Linked DNA regions of Danio rerio: region 1 is linked to region 2. Evidence: chromatin contacts called from public Micro-C data. All regions are on one chromosome and are shown on one strand. The core of a region is the stretch at or near the end of the contact, and the rest is flanking DNA. Distances in the headings are between cores, read along the strand shown.

Evidence for each region. A called contact is a pair of places that touch in the nucleus more often than the background predicts.
Region 1: a Micro-C map of caudal fin shows a contact between it and region 2, with 6 times the contacts expected there. The contact joins the promoter of osgn1 here to the promoter of mych in region 2. A contact is called at or near these places in 4 of 18 Hi-C or Micro-C datasets (caudal fin, embryo, hematopoietic stem cells and 1 more) and 1 of 4 datasets of contacts at active chromatin or transcription factors (embryo).

Annotation. Positions count from the first base shown.
Region 1 is chr6:53,347,774-53,352,378 of GRCz12tu, reverse strand. It overlaps osgn1 (oxidative stress induced growth inhibitor 1), which reads left to right and starts at 2,793. Exons shown (of 6, transcript NM_200186.1): 1 at 2,793-2,944; 2 at 4,520-4,587. The coding sequence starts at 4,530.
Region 2 is chr6:53,095,126-53,099,694 of GRCz12tu, reverse strand. It overlaps mych (myelocytomatosis oncogene homolog), which reads right to left and starts at 3,185. Exons shown (of 3, transcript NM_001126109.1): 1 at 3,056-3,185; 2 at 1,621-2,166; 3 at 143-1,386. The coding sequence starts at 2,155. The coding sequence ends at 839.

The sequences.
Region 1 (4,605 bases), core at 1,544-4,043, 250 kb before region 2:
GCATTTACATAATACCTGAGCTGCACCATGACAACTACACGAGACCTGTTGTATCACATTAGAGAGTTGCCATTCTTTTCGCACTTGAGCTGATGAAGCGATGCATTGTGATAACACAGACTTGGTTCTCTTTGTGAGTCCATGGTGACTCTTGGACAGACTAAAGAGAAATGCTTTCGGAAGCCTTTTGAAAAGGGCCCCTCATCCTGACTAACTGGAAGCTTGTTGAGTCATATGCTGACAAGCCAGCAAAATGTAAGAGACTACTGAGGTACAGCATGAAAATGCTCAAATTAAATATTTGGTCTACAACTAAATGCTTATTTTAAAAGCTAATAACTGACTCCTGACATTTTATCCTATCCATCATAATATGCTACCAACACTTTATTTGAATGATTCTGAGGTTGGGGTTAGGGATTAATTACACTGAAAAAAATGTTGTCTGCAAAATTGTTGCAAACAATTTCTGAGTAATTCTTCCACTACGGGCACTTTTATGTCCTTGTGATCATATATCCAAAAAAATATATATAATTTTATTCAAGTTCCTCTTTCTTTGTCAAACTAACAATAAAACCTACTTTTTAAAAAAATACTACCTTTCTATTATATTTTTTTTCATATAATTCAACCTCCTTTTAGGTGTCAAAATCCAAAAGTTCTAGTTTTAAAAGTTTCAAGTTTTAAAATTCAATAATGAAAATAACATTTTAAAATATTATTTATTTGGTATCTATTAATGTATCTTAATGAAGCGCTACTGAAATAATTTAAATATTTTATCGTTATTAATGTGAGAGTATTATCAATATTATATTTTAAACAATATATAGCTGTCGCACAGTATCAGTGTCATTTCCACCACAACTCCGTAATGTCGCTTTAAAATGTTTGTGTGAAAGATTATTTAGGTGGTTTCTATGAAAATGAATAGTGACATCTGGGAACATGTTTAAGATGGAGGGAATTTACATTTTCATCAACAACACTTGAAGAAAAATCAAGGTAAATATTGCTTGATAAGGAAATACATTTATTCTATGTCATTTCCAAACATGCTGTACCTTCAAAGATGTTTTTAAAAACCAAACAAAATTTAGCTATATAAGAGTGTTTGGATACATGAAAGGCTAGCATCAATTTAAAGCTAATCGGTGAAGCTATTTTTTATTATATTATTTTTCATTAATAACTATAAAATATTTACTCCACAATAAAATTTAGACTGTAGCAAAATTTGATGGGTAGCATATTGCGTCATCAAAATGTGCTACCTACTTTTTGAATGGGAGGTAGGACAATTCAACAATTAATTAATAAATATTTTAAAGTTAGGTAGTTGTAAACTATTTATTTGGGCTGAATTTTAATGTGGAGTAGAGATATGAAGCTGTATTATCGCCCAATACCTAACCCCAACCTCAGAACCATTAAAATACAGTGTTGGTAGCATAATCTGATGGGTAAGATAAAATGTCAGGACACCTGGTGTGGTAGTTTAGGGTTTTGTTTGTATGTGCGTGCATGCATATTTGCATGCAATGTATGTGTGCAAATGAATTTAGAGCTAATCAGGCTTGATAAATCTTGACCACAGGGTCACAATGTTAAGTAACAGCATGTTCTTAAAGTTCAGCAGTTTTGGTGGATATCCAAGAAACAAAAGAACCACGACTACCATAACTCAAAGCCCTTATCGCTGCCTCAAATGGTATTGAAAGTATGTTTTTAGACAAGGTTAAATGACCTTTTTTGATTTACTCAAACTTTGGGTATCACCCTTAGACATATGCACACAAATTTATGGCTCCAGTCCACAGGCAACATGTTTCCCATTTTTGAGTTTGTTATCTCATCAGTTTCTTTGTCAGACTTTGAAGCTGGTCTAAGCAGTCTACTTTTAAAAAAATGTTAATGGGAACCCAAATACACCCATGAGAAAATACCTCGAGTGAGGATTTCAGTGATTAGTTCCAACAATGGAAACTTTCTTTTACTTCTGAGGAGGGTGGGGGGGGGGTCAAAAAAAGCATCACAAAGGTTAACTATATTGCATCACTTGACCCAGTAAGCATGTCGCAAAGTCACGTACCTTCATAGTTTTAAAATATGTACCTAAAATATGAGGGTTAATTTAAATGTTAAATGTCTTACATATATAGTTTGACAATAAGCAAACTGAGGATGTACAAAGTTAAGTCTGAAGGAAATATTAATTAGAAATATGAGTCATGCAAAGTCAACAAACGGTGAATCTTATCCAACTAACTAAATCACCAAGTCATTATACTCCAACGACAATAATTATGGAGATTGATATAACGTTAAAGGAAATACACAAACCTTTAGCAGTTGTCATTGCTTTCAATCATGAGGTAAAATTCTGGAAAAAAACAATGAAAGATTCAATTCAGAGAGTAGAAAATCATTAGTAATTAATTAACACTTTTATTACAAAAGACAGTCGAACATAATTGTTAAGGTTGCCAAAAAAGGCAACAATTTTCGTTAAGGGCGATGCAACGTTGAACGGTTACGATGGCAGCGACACCGCTGAAGTCGCTGCGTTCTCTGATTGGCTGATATGCAGTGAGAGCAGGATTTAAGCCAATCAGCGATCAGATCATTGTCAGTGAGTGGAAAACTACAAGGCATCAAGACGCCGGTGCGTCACTCTAAGCCGGACCAATCATATTGTAAACGTCACATCTTTTCTCGATGATTGGCTCGTATGGGACACACTATGAAGGAAAAATTATAAAACCCATTAGCGCACGAGTACTGTCTGTGTGCTGAAGAGTGCCGTATCTCTCCTAGCAGCCACGCTTGAAGCACAGCGAGAGGAAACTGCGTATTTCACCTCTCGGTTTATATTATCTTCATCTCTTGTAAATTTAAGGCTTTGCTGTCTCTCGACTTATTCGGAGCATTTACATTACAGGTAGGTGGTTACATCAAGCCGTTATGGCTTTGCTTGCATCACGCCGGTTTGAGTTAACGTTAATACATTACAAAACTTGACATCATTGCAGGGGGGATATGATTAATGTACTCGACCTCTTCTTTTGGGTCATTTTAACTCATCTTTGTTCTTTTTCCTTAAATTTGGTGTTGCGTCGTAATATGTCCGTCGGATATGGAAATTGTCTCGTAGGCATGTCTGGACAGTGGACACTTACGTGAACGCGCACGCATGTAATGCGCGCATCTGGGTTAACGTACACCCATTAAGTTAGTTACCGGCTTTCGTGTGTAACTTGGCTTTAATCTTCAGTAAATACAATCCCGTTAACCTACAGTCTGGCATGTCCGATTTGGCTGTTCGCGCATCATGGGGGCGGAGAGATTCAGCAGACAATGCGTCTGAGAAACGCGTGTCGCCTTTTCTGGAAACCTCTGTCTAACGTCAGCTCATTTTGCACAAATCCGAGAGAAAATATAGCCTTAAATAGTGTTTCTTTTATGTTCAGCAAGTTGAAACTGAGGTCACATTACGCTTTGGTTTGCAAGTAACGTTACGTGGTATGGCTGTCATTCTGACATCTTGTTTCTTAAGCATCTGAAAGTATATGATCGCAGATGAGTAAATTTATGACTATGATTTAATTTGGGATGAGCTGCTGCGTCTTTAATTTTGGGGGCGTGTGAACGCGCATGATTTAACACCTTGAATGGACTTCAGATGTGACGTGCACGCGGCTCGCTGTCACTGTGATACTTGTCTGTCACTTGCTAGCTTTTTGCAGATAAACGAGAAAAAACTTAACTGTTACAACTGACAAATTCAATAAGAGATCAAATTGGCTTATATTTTAAACTTTATAAAGCACAACATAGTAACTTGGGAGCCATAAAATTACGAAACACTGCACGTTTATACGTTATACGCGTTTAATGTGAATGCATTGTGTGCATTAACCTTTTATGACTTGCACATAAACATTTTTATCAGCCGCAACCTCATAAACTGACCTGAATTCAGAAAGCGTCCTGCACGTAGACACAGACCCACACGCCCCCCTGGACTTCGTTCAAGTTCACAGAAACGTTTCTAAAATGCGTCTACGTTCATTACAAATGTATATTAAAGTGAAAACGACGAACAATTTCCATATCAAGTGTGTTTGACTGACTTTTGATATTAAATAAAGCTCTGCTTTTTCGTTTAGCCGTTTAGTTTCTATTCAGAGTGATTCAGCTGTTTCGACCGTGGCGCGAACTCCTTTAATGGCGCTGTCACTTTAAGATATTCTGTCCAGTCATGGTTACCGTAACGCTGAACTTCTCCTGTTATGTAATTGCACTTGAGTTGATTCATAAGGAGTATTGGCTGAAGCTTATAGTCCGTCTTACTGTAATTCAGATTATATAGAGTGATGTAATATAAAAGGGGACCGTGTTAGCTGGTCGTTATTATCATGGAAGTGAGGGAGTGGTGGTGTGTATCTTGGGAGGGGGTTTTATGGTTTAGTTGATAACGTTTTCAACTCGACATTTGTTCTTTTTTATATAACAGGTTAGCCACTATGGAGCTGTACAATAAAGACACCTTTTCTGACGATATCCTGCCTGTTGTCATTGTTGGTAAGAGTTGCCATTTCA
Region 2 (4,569 bases), core at 1,936-4,435:
GGTGCTCGTGAAAAGATTCAAACACAACCTGAGATCTTGCTCATTTTTTTATTACTTTTATAACAAAGTGCAGTTGAAAAATGAACAAACTTTTTTTCTTCAAAAAAAAAAAAAAAAAAAAAAACAACAAAAAACCTGCAAATTGAACCAAGAAAAAGACTAAATAATTTATTATACATAATTAACAAGAGATATTTACAGAAAAAAAAACTTAGGAAACTATATACACTTTGCCATTATGAAGGCAATAAAATAGCCAGGCTATTTCCTGGCAGAGGTAGATAAACAAAGAAATGGGAGGGAACATACAATAACTGACAAATTGTAAAAGACACATGGAGTCCAAAACAGTGTATGAACTCTTCAACTCCAAACCTGAAATTCTTACATAGTTCCAGTTTGAACATCAACATTAAATGCAAACCTTCTCTATAAAAAACGTCATCATATGCTAATGATACATTCAACCCCTTATTTCTAACATCCTTTGGATCCAGCCCAAAACATTACAAGAAATAACATGAATGCCAAGAACAACAAGGTAGAACGTGTGTGTGGACTTTAAGGCTAACTATGCATTAAACTGATTATTCGTCCAACATACAGTATATGAAACGCTTTCATAATAGTAAGACTCATGAACTAAATGACTTTACGCAAGTCAAAACACTGAGAACGTTTCCTGCATTGATCATGCACGTTTGCTAAACGAAAAAAACCTCCACAATCTCTTCAAGAGATGCTGCTGCGCTCTTTACAATCAGTCACATGTGTTTCAGTCCTCAAACCAGCCGAGCACTCGACTACTATCAAGTGGCTAAAGTTTAGTCCCGGGTGCTCAATGTCTCTTCAGCTGTTCAAGTCTGGCTTTCAGCTGTTCCTGTCGCTCTCGGAGTTTGTCTCTTTTGCTGGTCAGTCTCTGGTTTTCTGATTCTAGATTTCTGATGCTTTCTTTCGCACGCTTTAAAATCACCACTTTGGACGCCTTGTCGTTGTTGGACAGTTCAGGGACGTTGTCCCGCAGCCTTAGAAAGCAGTTCTTTAACTCGTTGCGCCTTTGCCTCTCCATCACATTGTGCGTCCTCCTCCTCTCCTCTTCATCCTCTGTATCAACCGGCTGTCGGACGACCAGACTGCGAGAGCGTCCAGGGATCTGCAGACCTCGCTGGGAGTCTCCAGAGCCCCGAGTGCGCTTGAGAGGCGGTGAGGGCGGGGGCGGAGGAGAGGCAGGTCGCGGGGCAGCGTAATTGTGCTGCTGCTGGATTTCAAAGTGATAGCGCTTGAGTGCACGCTGCTGCTCCCGCCGGCTGTCCTCCAGCTGCTGCTGGTGCTGAGAGCGTGTCAGGGTGCTGGAGCGCCGCACCGTCACCACATCAATCTCCTCCTCTGTAGAGCACAACAACCGTTACAAGCTGAGCTTTACACTATTATTAGTGCTAAACACACAAATATCAGTGAAGAAGTTATATATCACAATCTAAAATCAATTCATTTAAATACATCTATTTTTTTCCATGTTAAAGTGTGTTATGCTTTTTTTAAGGTATGATAGGCTTAAGATCAACAGATAACTTTAACACCCAGCACTGATAAGCACTGTAAAGGTAGCAAAAGACTCACCAGAATCGCTAGTGGATGACTCTCCTCCTGTGGACAGTGAACCGTAGTCAGACGTGGATTCGATCTGCTCCTGGCTGTCCAGCGGGGAGTCTTCGCTCTCCAGTGCCTGGCAGGCGAGCGCCGCGGTGTGGCAGTCCAGCGTAGAGCCGGCGATCTCCGCGAAAATCTGCGTGTCTATGTCGGAGAGCAGGGGGCTCGTGGAGAGCACCGCGGATAGTTTATCCTCTGTCTGTTTGTCCCCGTCGGGGCGCCACAGGCAGTCCTCTGATAGCGGATCATCTGCTGAAGAAGCGGGCCCGGTAAAGTTCCAGTCCAGTTGGAGAAAGTCTGTGTCCTCCATTAAAAGTTCAGATACTAACTCCAGCTGGTCCACCGTGGACATGTTCTTTGCGAGGCCGGGTTTCATGGGAGGAGACTGAGGCGGTGTGGGGATGCACTGCAGGTCCTTCATGAGGCTCATACAGAACTCATCGTCAAACAGCAACGGCTCGGAGTCGCAGAACCAGTCGTGCGATGGAGAACACGCCTGCAGCATCTTGACGGAACCTGTTAGAAAAACGCACGAGAAAAGAATCCTTTAAAATGAGAGATAACGCGCATCCAAAAGTAAAAGTCCTCCAGTTTTAAGCGGTCGGGTTTTTTCTAACTGGCCTGCTGTCTGTTGTTGTCGAGCACTGCCGATTGTAAAGTTTCGCGGCTCGCGAGTTGCTTTTATTCTTGTTTACAATGTTTGCCCCGCCCCACGGGCGGAGTCGGGCTCGTCAGAGTAGTGATGTCATTAACAGCTGGAAAGGTCCCGCACGAGACTCTTCGCCCTTTTCAAATTCCTCACATTTGAAAAAGTGAATCATGTCTAAACTTTAAGAAAACTAATAAACAAATTCGATTCAAGGAAATATTTAATCTAGAAATTTACAATATATAAGTATATATAATGCTTTCTAGGGTTTTTACTAGAAATATATTTTATACTTCTAATAAGAACTCAACAGACATTTTCTATATTCTCATTGCAGTGATCCAAGTATTTTATTATAATACTAATGTCCAAGTTTTCCACAAAAATAGCTTGAAAATGCATTAAAACAGAAGTTCAAAAATGCACAAACTACCAAAAACTCAATTGCTTAAACACATTATTGTATAAATAATGAATAAAAAGCTAACCAATGCGCGTATGCGTGATTAAATAGATGACCAGTCACAATGTGCATTAAAATTCCGCATTAATTGTTAAAAACACCGGATGAAAACTCGCACAACTTCCTCAAAAAGCTGCATTAACACAAGTTCGAAGTGAATTTCTCTAATTCCTTCACAAGTAAAGCACTTCATGCACAGATATGCGAGAGATTCACGTTGCACGATCCTGGGGAGGAAGAAGCCGGTAGACAGACAGAACACATACAGGAAAGCCCAAAAGTCGCGCCCTTACCTTTTTCAACACTGTGGTGATAAAAGTAGACGGAAAACGTCGGCGAATCTAAATCAACCGTTCGTAAAATTATCTATAAAATCGCTGAAAGTCCGCAGATCCTCCTTGCGGCATGTCAGAGCCCACGCGGACAGAGGCTGGCAGTGGGTGTGGCAACGGTTGGAGACCATTTAATTTTAAAGGGCGACGCACAGCCTTGACTCTTCCGCTCAGAAAACTCGCGCCAAAACTCATTTGACAAATCTTGAATGAAAACCTTTGGTGTTATTATGCCTAATAATAGCCCGTAGCTCGATGTGCGATAAAATCCTGCACGGAAAAGTGGTGCAACAGCCGACGCGGAATGAGGCGAGTATAGATCCGCACTAGAGAATCGGCGGAGCGCTCGTGCACTCAATGAACCGCACAATTCCAAGAAAAAGAAGGAGGGTAGTAGCTCACACACGTGCGCCACTTCACAAATGCCGGCTCCGCTATGCGATTACCATAGTGGTGTCTATAAAAAAATAGAACGAAAGCACGTGACATTGCACTGTGGTCTGTTTTGGCGGGTAATATGTACACGAGCTGAAGGACATACTGTTCTCAAACAGGCACTCCTTATATACACAGATATCGCGCGACGCGAGGGGATAGAAATGTAAATTTAAGAAGCATATTAGAGCGATATAGGCGTGGGTTACGTAACAAAAGAATAGCATCCGGCTGAACACGTGCAGGGTAAACCCCTTTCTCTCAGGTGGCGGGGATGATTTATGAGTCTCCCGCAAACTCGACATATGGGAGGAATCCTGCATTCTTGACGACCGCTGAGCTCAGACTGCCTGCAACAAAGAGACAAATAGTTCCCATACACGTTATTTATAATGCAACTTCAATATGTGTCGTGGCGTTTTCATGCTCTCATATTACATTTGATGATATTTAGAGTGGGATGTTGGAGATGAATAGAGTAAAACGTTAATTAGTTTTTACTTTACTTCCATAGTTGATTAAATATTTTTAGGATTGCAAACTCGTTCTCAAATGTAGTTTACGTATGAAAATATGCTGAAATAAAGATTAATGACAAAAATAATTTTGATAAAATGTTTTTTTTTATCAGTGTGTGTCTTTAGATTACAATCAATAGACATTCATTCATTAATTTTCTTTTTGGCTCAGTCCCTTTATTAATCCGGGGTCGCCACAGCGGAATGAACCACCACAGTCAATATATTTAAAGTATAATAAAAAGCATTAAAAGTGGATTTTGAATGTTTCTTTCAGATTTTCAGGTTATTTATTTATATTATGCTGAAGTGAAAAAGCTTAAAATCTCTAATGTGACAAATGGATGAACAAAAGATGTTTTTGCCTTCAGTGTCTCCAAAACATAATATTTTATACATACTTCAATACAAATGATTATGCATTTTATTAATATATGCTTACACTTATATGTTCATATGTTGTTAAACTGAAATACACTATTTTTTTTATTGTAAATGCACAAAGGATTTGGGAAATGGCCA